Regions from separate parts of the Columba livia genome. Here region 1 is linked to region 2. A link is a contact called in public Hi-C data. All regions are on one chromosome and are shown on one strand. Each heading gives the region's core, a stretch centred on a gene start, on an enhancer-like site or on the middle of the called end of the contact. The rest is flanking DNA. Distances are from core to core; before and after follow the strand shown. Region 1 overlaps SLC22A23 (solute carrier family 22 member 23). Region 2 overlaps LOC110361895 (a long non-coding RNA gene).

The links. A called contact is a pair of places that touch in the nucleus more often than the background predicts.
Region 1: a Hi-C map of crop shows a contact between it and region 2, with 2.3 times the contacts expected there. The contact joins two enhancer-like sites. A contact is called at or near these places in 2 of 2 Hi-C or Micro-C datasets (crop and liver).

What each region holds. Positions count from the first base shown.
Region 1 is chr2:73,565,777-73,572,163 of bColLiv1.pat.W.v2, forward strand. SLC22A23 (solute carrier family 22 member 23) reads left to right here. Exons shown (of 10, transcript XM_065052507.1): 10 at 3,748-6,387. The coding sequence ends at 4,105. Among named protein-coding and RNA genes, the nearest start is that of PSMG4, 13 kb to the right of the region's middle. Within about 2 kb of position 1,530, at least 3 of the 3 cell types and tissues checked have an H3K27ac peak away from gene starts, as active enhancers do.
Region 2 is chr2:73,406,162-73,412,708 of bColLiv1.pat.W.v2, forward strand. LOC110361895 (a long non-coding RNA gene) reads left to right here. Exons shown (of 3, transcript XR_010470300.1): 2 at 6,421-6,466. Among named protein-coding and RNA genes, the nearest start is that of SLC22A23, 47 kb to the right of the region's middle. Within about 2 kb of position 2,775, at least 1 of the 3 cell types and tissues checked has an H3K27ac peak away from gene starts, as active enhancers do.

The DNA of each region.
Region 1 (6,387 bases), core at 280-2,779, 160 kb after region 2:
GGTGTGTATAGGTGCCCTGAGAGTCTGCAACCCTGCCTCTCCTACAACACCAATGTGAGGGGTCTGCCTTTATTGCAGATAGAGTCATCTTTCTCTTTGCACCCATATCTGCCTTAACAGAGGCTCAAGGTTTTTCTAAAGAGCAGCACTTTGATCCTGGGCAATAGTAGGAATCAGGCAGGTGATGTTTGCTGGGGAGCTTCCCATAAAATGTCTTTGTATAGTCAGGTTTTTATACCATTTTATGTATTTGCTGTTATCTTTCACAGCACAAAGGTTGTGCTTGTGTGTTCTGGATTATGCTTACAGCAGTGCCACAGCAATTCAGGAGTCTGCCCTGACTCCATGGAATTTCCCAGGAATGTAGGTCATACGGGTGGAAGGGAGAGAGAGTGGAGAAGATATTCTTTTTTTTCTTCCCCCCTCCGAATTATATGCCTTTTCTGTACCTTTGCGAAAGCAACTACCAGCTTGAGCAGCCAGAGTCTCCTTGATCTATGGCCTTTTCTTTCAAGCTGACTTTGTGAATGTATTTTATATATAACATTATTTCCACAGGGAAAGACAGTGTGAGTAGTGAGGAGATTATACAGCAGCCTGAAACACTTAACAGCTATTTACTTATGTGCGTGTCAGTCAATTTGGTGTTTCTATGCATCTTTAGTTTTCTCCTCATCTCTGTTTGAAAGATATATAGATAAGGAATTGGCCACATCAACCAGAAGAAAATCTGCCAAGTAGGGTGAGGTGTGCAGTGTGAACTTAGCAAGCTTTTTTGGAAAACCCCGTTGGAAAACCCCCCAGAGCAGCTGCTGCTGGGCGGAGGTGGGAGGGGAGGAGTGGGGGCTCTCTGTGGGTGCCAGCAGCCCTGGCGCTCCCTCCCTCAGCCCCACTCTGCACCTCGGAGCCTGTTTGAAATACAGACACCAGCCCCCTGCCATGAGAAATCTCATACTGAGGAGCCGTGTCCCGAAGCACCCCATGTGTTTTTTGTTTCCATCTGGTGCCCCATGGCACCTGTGAAAAACACTGTGAATTATGAAGGTGCTGCCTCTCTTGCCTTGTGCTTGTTTTCCTGGTATGCACATGAACAACAAAAAATTCCTGAGAGTATTTCCCGTTATCTGTTTGTTGTTGTTAGTTTGCTTTTGTTTGGTTGGTTTTTTTTTCCATTGTCATATTTGCAGTATAGTCAAACATTAAAAAAATCTTCCAGGATGCACACCAAAACGTATTTTTAACTCTCCTTCTGCCAGGTTTTGGTGGTGCTGGATAAAGTAACGCTTGCTCTAATTACTGACGTCACATGGAAAAACTTTTCTTTTTCCCTCAGAACTGAAGCTGCTTGACCCGTAATGACAGAGGCGTCTTTGTTGTTGCCTTTTCCTGTTTCCTTTCAGCTTGCTTGATACCCTTCTACAGCGGCTTTTAAAACTCACCTCAGGTCCTTCTCGGGGCTTGAGACACAATTTAGCTGTAGCAAACACGGATGTAAATTGAGCCGGGCTTTTGTTGCTCCGGAGCCAGCTTGGAGAGTGATTTGCCGTGTATTTGGGGCTGGTTGTGTCGATTACTTATGTGAGTGTATTAATGAAGTTGCAGGGAGGCCAGTTGCACAATGGCCGCATTCAGCTGGGTTCCTAAATTGCCATCGGAAAGCTGGCAAGTTTTTAATAAGGGCTTTTTGCAGTATTTGGGGAAATCACTGTTGTCTGTGAAAGATGCTCTGCCAGTCGGGAGGATTAAAGTGTACATACATGAATTTTTGATCCAGTCAGTGTCCCAAGAACATTTTTTTAAAATCTGTGCTTGCTGCCCTTTAGCTGTCAGTTAAGCAGCAGTGGATTTTTTAAAGGATTTGGTGAAGATTGGCTTTAACATGGTGGTTGGCTGAGTTAATTTGGTGTTTGAGGGTTTATAGTGCTATATTTTTTAGTATGCTCAACAGTCGATTTTTTTTTTTTTCCCAAGTATTTAATGTAAAGTGGTTCATTTGCCTTCTGTAGTTGTCTTCTGTAACATCCAGTTTTTGTTAATAATTGCATTTCTGCTGCTGGGCCTGGAAAAAAGGCTCCTGAGCCCATCTGGTCACCAGAGGGTTTGGGAATAGATGGCATCTCCCAGAGGAAATGGAGGAATCATGATACCCAGGCAAGCTCGGTGGGGTAGTGGAGATCAGGGTACCAGCAATTAAGCTCATGGTGACACCTCCCTCTGCAGGCGCAGGGCCTTTGGAAAACCAAGGGCAAGCTGCCACTCTCAGAGATGTTGCTAAAATGGGGGCGATGAATTGAGGGTGATGCTGTGGCAGGAGGAGCAAATGGTCTGCCCTGGAGAGGGCCTGGAGAGGCCATGATGAGCAGGAGGGGTTGCTTGCATAGCCAAGCATCAGGAAAGAGCCCTGAATTTGGCTTGCATAAGCAACATTTATGCTTGTGGCTGAGGGGAGATGAAGTTATTTTCACGCTTGCTTTTTTTTTTTTTAAAGCTTTTAATGTGTTTTCTTTTTTTTTCATGTGTGTGCATGTATGATCTCAATATACAAGCACATTGTACTTAATAAATTAGCATTTGTGCCATAAAGAATGTTTTATATAGTTAGCTATTTACAATTTAAGCATTTGACCAATGTTAACCTTGTCATGACCCCTTTCTGTGACGCAAGAATACTCAAGAAGAGTAAGAGAGAATGAAGTGAGGGACCTATCTCAACTTGTGCTGTGAGTTGAGAGAAGGTCTTGGAAATTAATCCCAAGCTCTTGTCATCCTATTCTGACCACTAGTGATTTTAGTGTGTTTTTTTTTTTCTTTTCCTGAAAAAATGCATGTTATTACAACATCAGTGTGTTGAGAGGTTTCATCCACCACAAATTTTTGTGGGGATAATGTTTCAGCACGTGGTGTTTACTATAACGGGTTGAGGCAGTGGCCTGTAAAGTCCTTATCTTCTACTTCTTCTGCCTCCACTGCTGATTGATGCCAGATAGAATCACAGAATAGTTTGGGTTGGAAGGGAACTTCAAAGGCCATCTAGTCCAACCCCCCTGCAGTGAGCAGGGACACCTTCAACTAGATCAGGTTGCTCAGAGCCCCATCCAGCCTGGCCTGGAATGTCTCCAGGGATGGGGCATCTACCACCTCTCTGGGCAACCTGGGCCAGTGTTTCACCATGCTCACTGTAAAAAGCTTCTTTCTCGTGTCTAGTCTGAATCTCACCTCCTTTAGTTTAAAACCATTACCCCTTGTCCTATTGCACCAGGCCCTGCTAAAACGTCTGTCCCCATCTTTCTTATAGGCCCCTTTTAAGTACTGAAAAGCCACAAAAATTTACTTCTGCACCTACTGCTTCTTGGTGTGTTTTGTGTAAGCTGAAGAAGGCTCACAGGTTAAGCAAAATCTGGTTTTCCTTCACTGCATGTGGGAATACCTCTTCTCCTTATGTGGAGGCATTCATATGGGTGTGAAAAGATACTTCAGTGAGCAGAGTCATTTCCCCACACTGAGGCGAACAGTCAGCAATGATCTACAACAGCAAAGCAATGTTAAAGCATTGACAGTGCAGCACAAAAGCTGTGAGCAAACCAGGTTTGCCTTAGAGATTTCAGGTGCGCAGGTACATGCCAGACGGGGTGGGGGTTGTGGTCTGAGGGCCTGTCGTGACTGTGGGCTCCCCAGGGCAGTGCCGATGGGGCTGTGCTGGCCGGAGCGGGCTGTGGGGCCGGGCTCTCACCTCTGCTGTGTTTGCAGGGGAGGTGGGCTGGGGCTGGTCCTGGCCAGCGCGGGCTTCGGCCGCCTGACCGCCCCCATCATGGAGCTCCACAACCAGAAAGGCTACTTCCTCCACCACGTCATCTTCGCCTGCTGTACGCTCATCTGCATCATCTGCATCCTGCTGCTGCCGGAGAGCAAGAACCAGAACCTGCCCGAGAACATCCCGGACGGTGAACATTACACCCGGCAGCCCCTCCTGCCGCACAAGAAGGGGGAGCAGCCCCTGCTCCTGACAAACTCTGAACTCAAGGATTACTCCGGCCTCCACGACTCGGCAGCTGTGAGTGACGGGATCTCCGAGAACACCACTGCCAATGGGATGAAGTCAATGTAGCTGGGTGGATTTTTTTTTCTTCCTTTTTCTTTTTTTCTTTTTTTTGGTTGGGTTTGGTTTTTTTTCCCTTTCTACTCTCTTGTTTTATTTGATGCTGTTGTGCAGGAGGAGCAGCACTTTGGGCAATGGTGTTTTGCACAGGGTTTACAAACCAGTGGTGGAGCAGACACAGACTTGGGGGAATTCAACTCTGCTGCTAAAGCAACTTTTGGCATCTTCAACTGTTGTGCAGACTGCTCTTGAAAAAGTTACGGGGGAAAAGACTCATCTGAGAAAAGACCTGGCTGAAGGTAGCCCTTCAGAACTCTTTTTTTCCTGCCATTAAATATGTATATTTATTTTGATTTATTCTCAAGAAGCACTTTATTTCCTTTTCCTTTCATAGATCACAAAAATGAAGCCATCTTATTATAAGAGGTGCAGCCATTCCAAGAAAGAAACCATGGGGGGGGGTGTTTTCTGTTTTGTTTTTGTGTTTCTTTAAAGGAAAGAGGGATCCACTGCAAAGTTGAATTGACTGAAATTTAGACTTGTGCAACATTCTTCTGCCTGTCTAGAAAGTCCAAGCGCAGAGGTTGCCTGCTGTGTTTGTATACACCAAAAAAAAAAAAAGGAGGAAAAAAAAAAGCAAAACCTGTTGTGACTCAAACTCTGACTGCATTTTAGGCAGCTTGTGTTTGTTTTTATAGCCCATGTGCACTTAAGTTACTTTCTAAATTAGTACTTTTCTTTTTTCACTAAATGCAGTGAAGAAAATCCTACCCAAACAAGCTGATTTTTTCAATGAGGATCAGCCTTCTGCATTTTAAGAGTCTGTTTATCTATTTTAGACAGTTCTGGCTGGTGTTTAATCGCAATGAGATGTAAATGGTTTGACCAATGATGCAACAATTAGTTTTGCTGAGAATGGTTTTCATTACCTGGAGGCCCAGAATCTCTGAGCGACTGCTCCAGGAGAAGAGCAGGAACAAAACATAAGGATATGTACTTTGTTCCAAAAGGTGTCACAGCTGGGGTTCCCACTCCTGGGAAATGGATGTCCTGGCATTGCCTTGTCTGTTTTTAGAACCAGGGTTCAGGTTTTCAACTTCAGTGGGAAAAATACTTAAGTGACTATTGGAGATAAATGAATTGATAGTGTGTGAATAATGAATTATGGTCTGCTGGTGGCCATCTTGGGGTTTTAGAGATGTTTTCTGGTTCTGATGCAAGTATATGCAGTGAACTCACCCAGATTTCCCCCTTCTCCAACTGCTCTCGTAGGGTTTTCATTCAGAAAAAAATAAAATGTACTTAAATTGGATCGATCCTACTCGAGGCTAAGAAAAGTGAACATCCAGTTTGGCTCCCACTGTGCAGATAGCACTGTGATAGTGGCCACTTCTCCAGCCCCAAAACCAGCTATTTCCTTTGGCCATCGGCTTTGGGTTCTCACTGTGTGAATATTGTGAGGATCTAGTTCAATGCAAGGACTTAGCAAACAAACAGCTCTCTTGCATTGTAGTTAACCTCCCTGCTCTCCCTCTCTCTTCTCCTTTCTCACTCAGGCCATCCATTTAGTGATTGCTCAGTAGTGCAGACGTTCACACAAACAGAGCAGCAGGATGTCGATGTTGTATCGAGTGTCCATATGATTGCCACTTTGTTTGATGTACATCTTGTGTTTGTACGCATGGAAAGCGCTCATTTGCACTTTCCTCCTCTACTTTCCCTTCCCCCTCCTCCTTTGCTGTATATATTGTCGATTAACTACTGTACCTAACAATTTCCATCCTCCATTAGGCTGCCGATGTCCTCATACAGGCCCCAATAAATCAGAGATACGTGCTCCCCGGCAGGTGATGCAGTAAGTAGCACAGCCTCGGATGCTGATGAGTGCAAGGGGACAGGTAGACCTGCAGAAGCAACAGAGATTGTTGTGTTCAGAGTAACAATGTTGTCCTAAAGCTGCTAATTTTTGCACAGAGGATGTGGACATTCAGGTTCTTCTCGAGCCTGGTAAGAAACACTGGACCAGTTGATGGTAGTTTTGCCTGAAGTCACACTACTATTTTTTTTCACCTTTGCTAGACTTGCTGCGACAGCAAGAGCCTGATCTTCCTTACACTCGAGTTTTATTGTTGAGCTTGAGTGCAGCTGCCTCTCTTTTTGTTCCATGCTGAGATTTCTGCAGCCTGTGTTCACCTAAGGAAAAAACCCAGGCCTTCCCCTTTCATGCAGTATTCACGTGCCAAATTTGTGCAATAACTTTTGCCTTCCATATGAGATGCTTGTTGCAAGCC
Region 2 (6,547 bases), core at 1,525-4,024:
AGCAGAGAGATCAGTGATGGATTGGGCAGAAAGATTAATTTCTCTTGGGTCAGGGAATGAATAAGTGAGAACCTGGGTAGTTCATCTTCATTCTGCCTGTGTTGTAGGGGTTTGAGGAATTTTGATCTTTTGTTTTTCTTTTGGTGCTTGTGTTGTTTATTTGTGGGATGTGTGTGTGTGTGTTTTGTTTTTCAGTTAAACCATCTGCATGAGCAGTATTAACTTCAGTGCAGTAAGTGAAAAATACCTTACTTATCACCCTAGTCTGTTGGCCTGGACCTTTTTCCTAACTTAACAGAAGACAGGGTGGGCATTAGTTTTTGAGGAGTTAGTGTAGAAGGTGGGAAGCAGTATGATGTACTCTCAGTTCACCCTCAGCAAATTCACTGAGCTGTGTACACATTGCACAGACAGAGACTGTTTGTTCAAGAAAGGCATCAGGCTACGCTAATTCTCATCACAGAAGCAAGCTCATTAAGAGCTTGCAAGCCTCAAAGGATAGTCCTTTATCTTCTTACTTTAATTATGAAATCCATGAGAAATACAAAGCAATCCCTGGCTACAAAACACCAGCAACATCTTGTATTTTAAGTGGAAATGCCCTCGATTTTTCTCCTATATGACTGGTGGTACAGCAAAGTTAATAATCTTAAGTGGTATTTATCATTGCATGTAAAAAAGAAATGTAATGACATCCTATTTATATCAAGAAAGGCTTTGTGCATGTGTCACCTCTATGTTTTGACATAGCTATCTCTCAAATATCTTCTGATAGACGTTTCTGCCAATCATTATGAGGCAGTAGGAGTAAAATCTGCTAGGACATTTAACATTCAATATTGAGTATTTTGGTTTGACTTGGGTTTGTGGCTTAGTGCTCCAAACTGTACTTAGCTAGGCTGGTTTAGGAGAGTTTTAGCTTGCAGAGAAAAGGTTGTGCTACAGTCAGATTCTTACAGTTGTCTATTATCATAGCTCAGAGATCCACAACCACACGTGGAGTGCTTACATTTGCAGTCTGCTTGAACCAGACACAATAAGAAAATACTAAAACTGAGTGAAAAATGGTGCAGAAGGACAAGATTAAAAGCGATGAGGAAAACAGGGTGAGGTGCATGGCTTTGCACCCCTGCAGGTGTAAGGAACATTTAATGAAGAACTGTTGTTTTTACATAACTGAGGACCTGGCACCTGACCCCAGCATGGGGGAATGACCAAGAGATACCAGACTATGAATCCTTAATGTAAAACACAGTCTTTTCCTGGAATATATACTGATACCTGCATACACACTGATACCTGCATTTACAAGTTAATTTAGGGGAAGTACAGCCAGAGTACCAGGCATCCATATCTTAAAGAGACTGATAAGGGAAAGTGTATTGTATGCACCAGGGTAGTCTGTAAATCCTGAAGTACCCAACCAATGGGGAACAGAGGAGAGAAATTGCAGCCAGGATTTTGGCGGTGATATATGCAGGGGCTTTTTGCCCTATTAGGTGTGCCTACCTTTAGGTAGAACTCCTGGTCTTGCAAAATCATTATTAAAATACACTTTGCTGAGAGATCCTGCCTGGGCCTATTATATTTGCAAAATAATTGTTTCCTACACAGGTATGTGTACTTCGTGAGTCATCTCATGGAGTCCTCTTGGCTAATCTTATTGATCCCACCATGATTCAGGGGATAGGAATGAGGATGCAGATGCAGACAGCCAGCACAAGCCCCTTGTGGCTCATGAGCAGTTGTGTTTCCAAATTGCCAAAGCAGAAATCTGGAAGGAAAGACCTACATCTGCCTTTAGTCCTTTGTCCCAGCTTCTAACCCAGGGAGCATAAATGAGGACAGGAGCTGATTGTACTTAGCAGATCCCAACACACAGGGGAAACAGCAGATGGGAAGGAACGGTGGCACTGATATCCAAGATCCAAAAGATAGTTCCCATCATAGCGATTTTTAGGATAGGTCACACTTTTGTTTTTTCTTTCCTACTGTGACAATTCCTCCCAGTGACATCTCTTGTGATAAGAAATGTATATTGGTGGATAAAGGTGATAATCTGCTTTTCAGGTTCTGTAAATAATTTTAAGAATAGCAATATTTTATGCTTATGCAGAAACTTCTATCTCAGAATGCAACTGATCTCGCTGTGGTACAAGCATTGTATTTGAAATATAATAACCATCACACAGATGGGGAAATGACAGTAAACTCAATGTCACACAAAGTTTATCCATTGCAGTTGGGAATAAAACATGAGTTTTAGTCCTTGTTTCACAAAACAAGATCCTCCTCAACAAGAAATCTTTTTGTGTGATGTTGACTCATAACTTTTGTACACACCAGTAACTGTGGTGTACATAGTGGGTTTTTTTATAGAGGAGATTGTCTCAACTGATGAAGAAGTTATGACTCTGTATCAGATGCACTTTACCCTGACATAATTTTCTCATTACTAGTCTGCTTTGTCCCAACTTCCATTCCTATCACACTTCAGGGTTTTTTAAGGTTTTATAGGAAGAAATGTTATCTGCCCTGAAAGGAAAAGAAAGAAATTAAAGCAAAACTCCTCAGTGTATATCATCTTAATTATCCTACCCAGTACGCAAGTAGAGTGGTCATTTTGAAGTAAGGTATCTCTGTCTTTTCCTGATTCTTTTTTTTTTAATTATTTTTTTATTATTATTTTCAATGGCAGTTAAGGTGAAAGCTTTTTATATTGTTTCTCTGTGCAGCTGCTTAAAGCTGTGCAAAGTAAGTATATACTAAAAAAAAAAATCCTTCTATTTCACCTTGATAAAAAGGACCTCACAAGGTGTTGAATGATACAGAATTTTTTGTCTCTCCTTGCTGTGTCTATCAGTGTGGAAGACCGAACACATTGGCATTCAGCTGTGTCAAAAGCAAAGCTCCATGATGCACTCTGTTTCTGTGAATACTGATCCTTTGTTGCAAGGCTCTCTGTATGCATCATCAGTCACTTGACATCCTGTGTACCCTAGAAACCTAGAAACAGCAGCATCAATGCTAATTTGTTTATGTATTTTGAGGAACTTCATTTATGGTTTGACTTTGGTCATATTACTTCACAAATTAACTTTCAAGCGCCTGACTGGACAGTGTAATTGGAGACCAGCCAGACTGCCTGTGGCCTTACCATTTTTTCCTCCTTGTTTCCCATTCTAATGACTCAACTCACTCACCACACTAAGACCTCCATAGTATTCATGACCTCCCCGAGGCCTATTAAAGTTATTCATAGTTATGACTGACTGAGACCAAAGGCTGTTCACGATGCATGAGTACAGCTAAGCTGCTTTAGCTATAGGCTTAATCCAGTAGGTGGAGCAGCTGCCTGATACTGTGGAAACACCTGGTATCTTTGTTCTGGGTAGTGTGATTCTGGTGGCCTGGGGCACCTGGTAGTTATTAGCTGAAATGTGGTCATTGTTATTTGCTAGCATCCACAGGCAGGAGAGGAAGCTCTGCTCCACTAGATGCTTTGTTGAAGTTCTACTTTTTCCTGCTCTTGTGTGCTCCTGTTAAATTAGATCCCAACTCCAGAGTTTGTCATATGCTCTTAGAGCCAGCAAGGCAGATGGGGAACTCTGCTACAGATGGTATAAATCTAGTATGTCATCTGACACTGATTTGACTGATGGAAACTGATCTGAGATCAAGGCTGCTGTGGGGCTTAAGAGAAACAGGCACTACCTGCTCATGTTCTATAATTATCAGTGACTATCCTTGTGACTAAAAGATAGCCTGATGCACCTTGCAGATTTAAGGACCTCAAGTTAATAACTGTGACACATGAAGATGCCCCTTGCCTTGCATGTAAACTGTTCCACATTGTCCTGTGGGAATGGGAACACAAGGACAACTTACCATTCCCAAAGCTTTGTGGACTCCTACTACAACATTTCCCCTACTCTGTTCTGGATCAGTTTTCTGTCTCATCTGTTAGTTGGGCTGTCTGTTGGGTTGGTTTTTTTGTTTGTTTGTTTGTTTGTTTTTTCTGTTGTTAACCTTCTTCTATGGTGCCCTGTTCTATTGACTGGGTAAAGTGCTGCTAAACTTATTTCTGTCTTGACATTGCAACATGTACTTCAGAACGATAACTTCAGAGAAAACATGGTGTGACAGGCCCTCGTCCTAATACTGTTTAAACTTGTACTTCTTCAGGAAGTCAAAGAAAAGCAGATAATGATGGCATCTGTATTCTGACTATAAATCTGTGTCTCTGAATGCAAAAACTGTAGTTGTCCTTAATATGTCAGCTATTGTGTCATGTCAGTGCTACTCCAGGCAGGTGGACCGCACCTTCACATGGGGTGCAAAAGTGATGCCTTTTTATCTTCTCAAGCGCCAGTCATGGAGCCCAAAGAGAACTTGCGGGCAGTTCAGGTGTTACAAAAGCAATATATACTGCCTTTCTGCAGAGGGTCAATCTTGAATTGCCCTCTGAGGTCTTGCCTGCTCATGCTATTTAGAGCTGTTCCATTGACGTGTGGATTTGTTACCCAGACAATAACACTATGCAAAGTGGCAACTTTTTTTTTTTATATATGATACTTTAATATTGGCAGAAGACCCTGTAGCAGTCACTTTTTGTCAGTTTGGCTTTGTGGTGTTTTGTCAGCAGCAGAACAAAGGTGAGTTCTACCAGTAAAATCTCTGTTGCTGCATGTATTGTAGGAGCTGTAAGTTGTAACTTACCAATCTAGTTATATCTATATCCAACAACTGATTAGTGGTAAATCTCCTGCTAGCCTGGAAACTTCTTCTGGTAAACTCTTGGACCCATTTCTCACTTCTATTTTCTTGCTGTGACTCAGAGGGAATCTGGCCCGTTGTGATTAATTCTTCAGTTAAAGCCTAGGTGCCCTTGCTTTAATTTTTTTTGCTTCTAAGACATCTTCTCATGTTGCAATATTAAATATCTAAATCCCTCAGGGATTCATTAGCAATAAGTGATACAGGATGTAGTTTGAGAGCTGGGAAAGAGATCTTTACTGATAATACGCAGAGACCATGTTTGAGGCAAGAGGCCAGTATGTGGTGGAGCCCCAGCCTCCTACTTTGCATTTCTGAACATCAAGCTAATTTTTTCCTAAAATACTTTTCATTTTTTTGTGCTATAGCTGTGACTTGTCTTGGTTGGCAGTAATAGAGAGTGAGAAGTCTCCTTTAAATTCTTATATTCAAAACTCTTTTTAGGCTTCATATAATAGGAATAACTTCTTAAAAAGACTAAAACTGAAGGTTATGTTTGAATCAGGTATCCTTTCCTGGTTATGTAGCTTCCTGTTGTTCTGGTAATATTTAAAAAAAAAAAAAAAAGCACATAATACTTCCATAGTACTTTTAATTTCTTGGCTTTCTAATTAGCTGCCTTCTTTACACTTCACAAAGGAAATGTATCATTTGTGGATAAATCAGTACTGTTTCTCTCTAACACTTTAAAAGTTAAGCTTGGATATGATGTCAGTACAGGTAGTAGTAGAAACCAGTCTCTGCTTTTTTTTTTTTTAATAAATTATTTTTTTAATCAAGTATTGTCTAAAATGCAGAGTCCAATTAAATCCAGGGGACCCCTGATGGGGACAAAATAGGACTGGGGGTTCCCCTCTGCTGGAACCTGTTCTGCCTCTTCGCATCTCTATTCACTGCTTCTCTTTTCTGAACAGCAAAGGTGCCACTTAGTGCCAGCTGTGGCTTGATGTTATGGAAACTGATCTAGGGAGAATCAAATGTAGACTAAACTGCCATCAGGCAATAATGAGCCAGCCCACTCATGCAAAGATGGTGTTTGTGAGATTGCACCCGTAACCAGACATGCATGTTCCTCCTAGTCCTTTTGTGTAGGTTCTCTCTAAATACAGCTTTTCTCTTTGATTTCAGTCAAGGTAAAAAACCCCACAGCCCAGCTGTGAAAGTGTCAGCTATTTAGAGAATTTTATTGAGACAATAATGGCAGCAAATGTCTTGTCTCCCCTTCTCCTTGCTGCTGCTTATACCATTAAAACTAGCCTCTAAGAAGTGCAGAGTATTTATGCCCAAGAGAAACAGTGAAACCTTTCCCAAGTTGATAAGCCCTGACAAGTTCTATCTGCCACTTTATATTGTGGTTTTTCTGACCCTGTGGCTCGGTAAGCAGGTACCTAATAGATGTTCCCGGGAAGTGAGTCTGTCAAGCTGCTTCTGGAAAGTTTGAGCAGGTAGAGCACATCCATGCCGCTTCCTACCCAGGTTGTGCCCTGATGAGGTAAACTGACTCGTGTGAGAGCAGGATGGATGGTTCCTTCAGAATGAGAAACAGGCCTACAGCTTTTCTGCCAGGATGAATGGAAGCTTTGTGGTGTGTACACAGATATTTAGGATGAACTAATTTGTGGCCATTTTACTATCTCTTTGCAGATCTTGACATGTGTCTGCCTATGCAATGACTTGGTTTATTTCACTGGTGAGCAGGTGTTTGTGAGGCACTGGTCCTTGCCAGCTGAGATGACCTTGTTCACTCTGGCTTCTCTTGCCTTTTCATCTG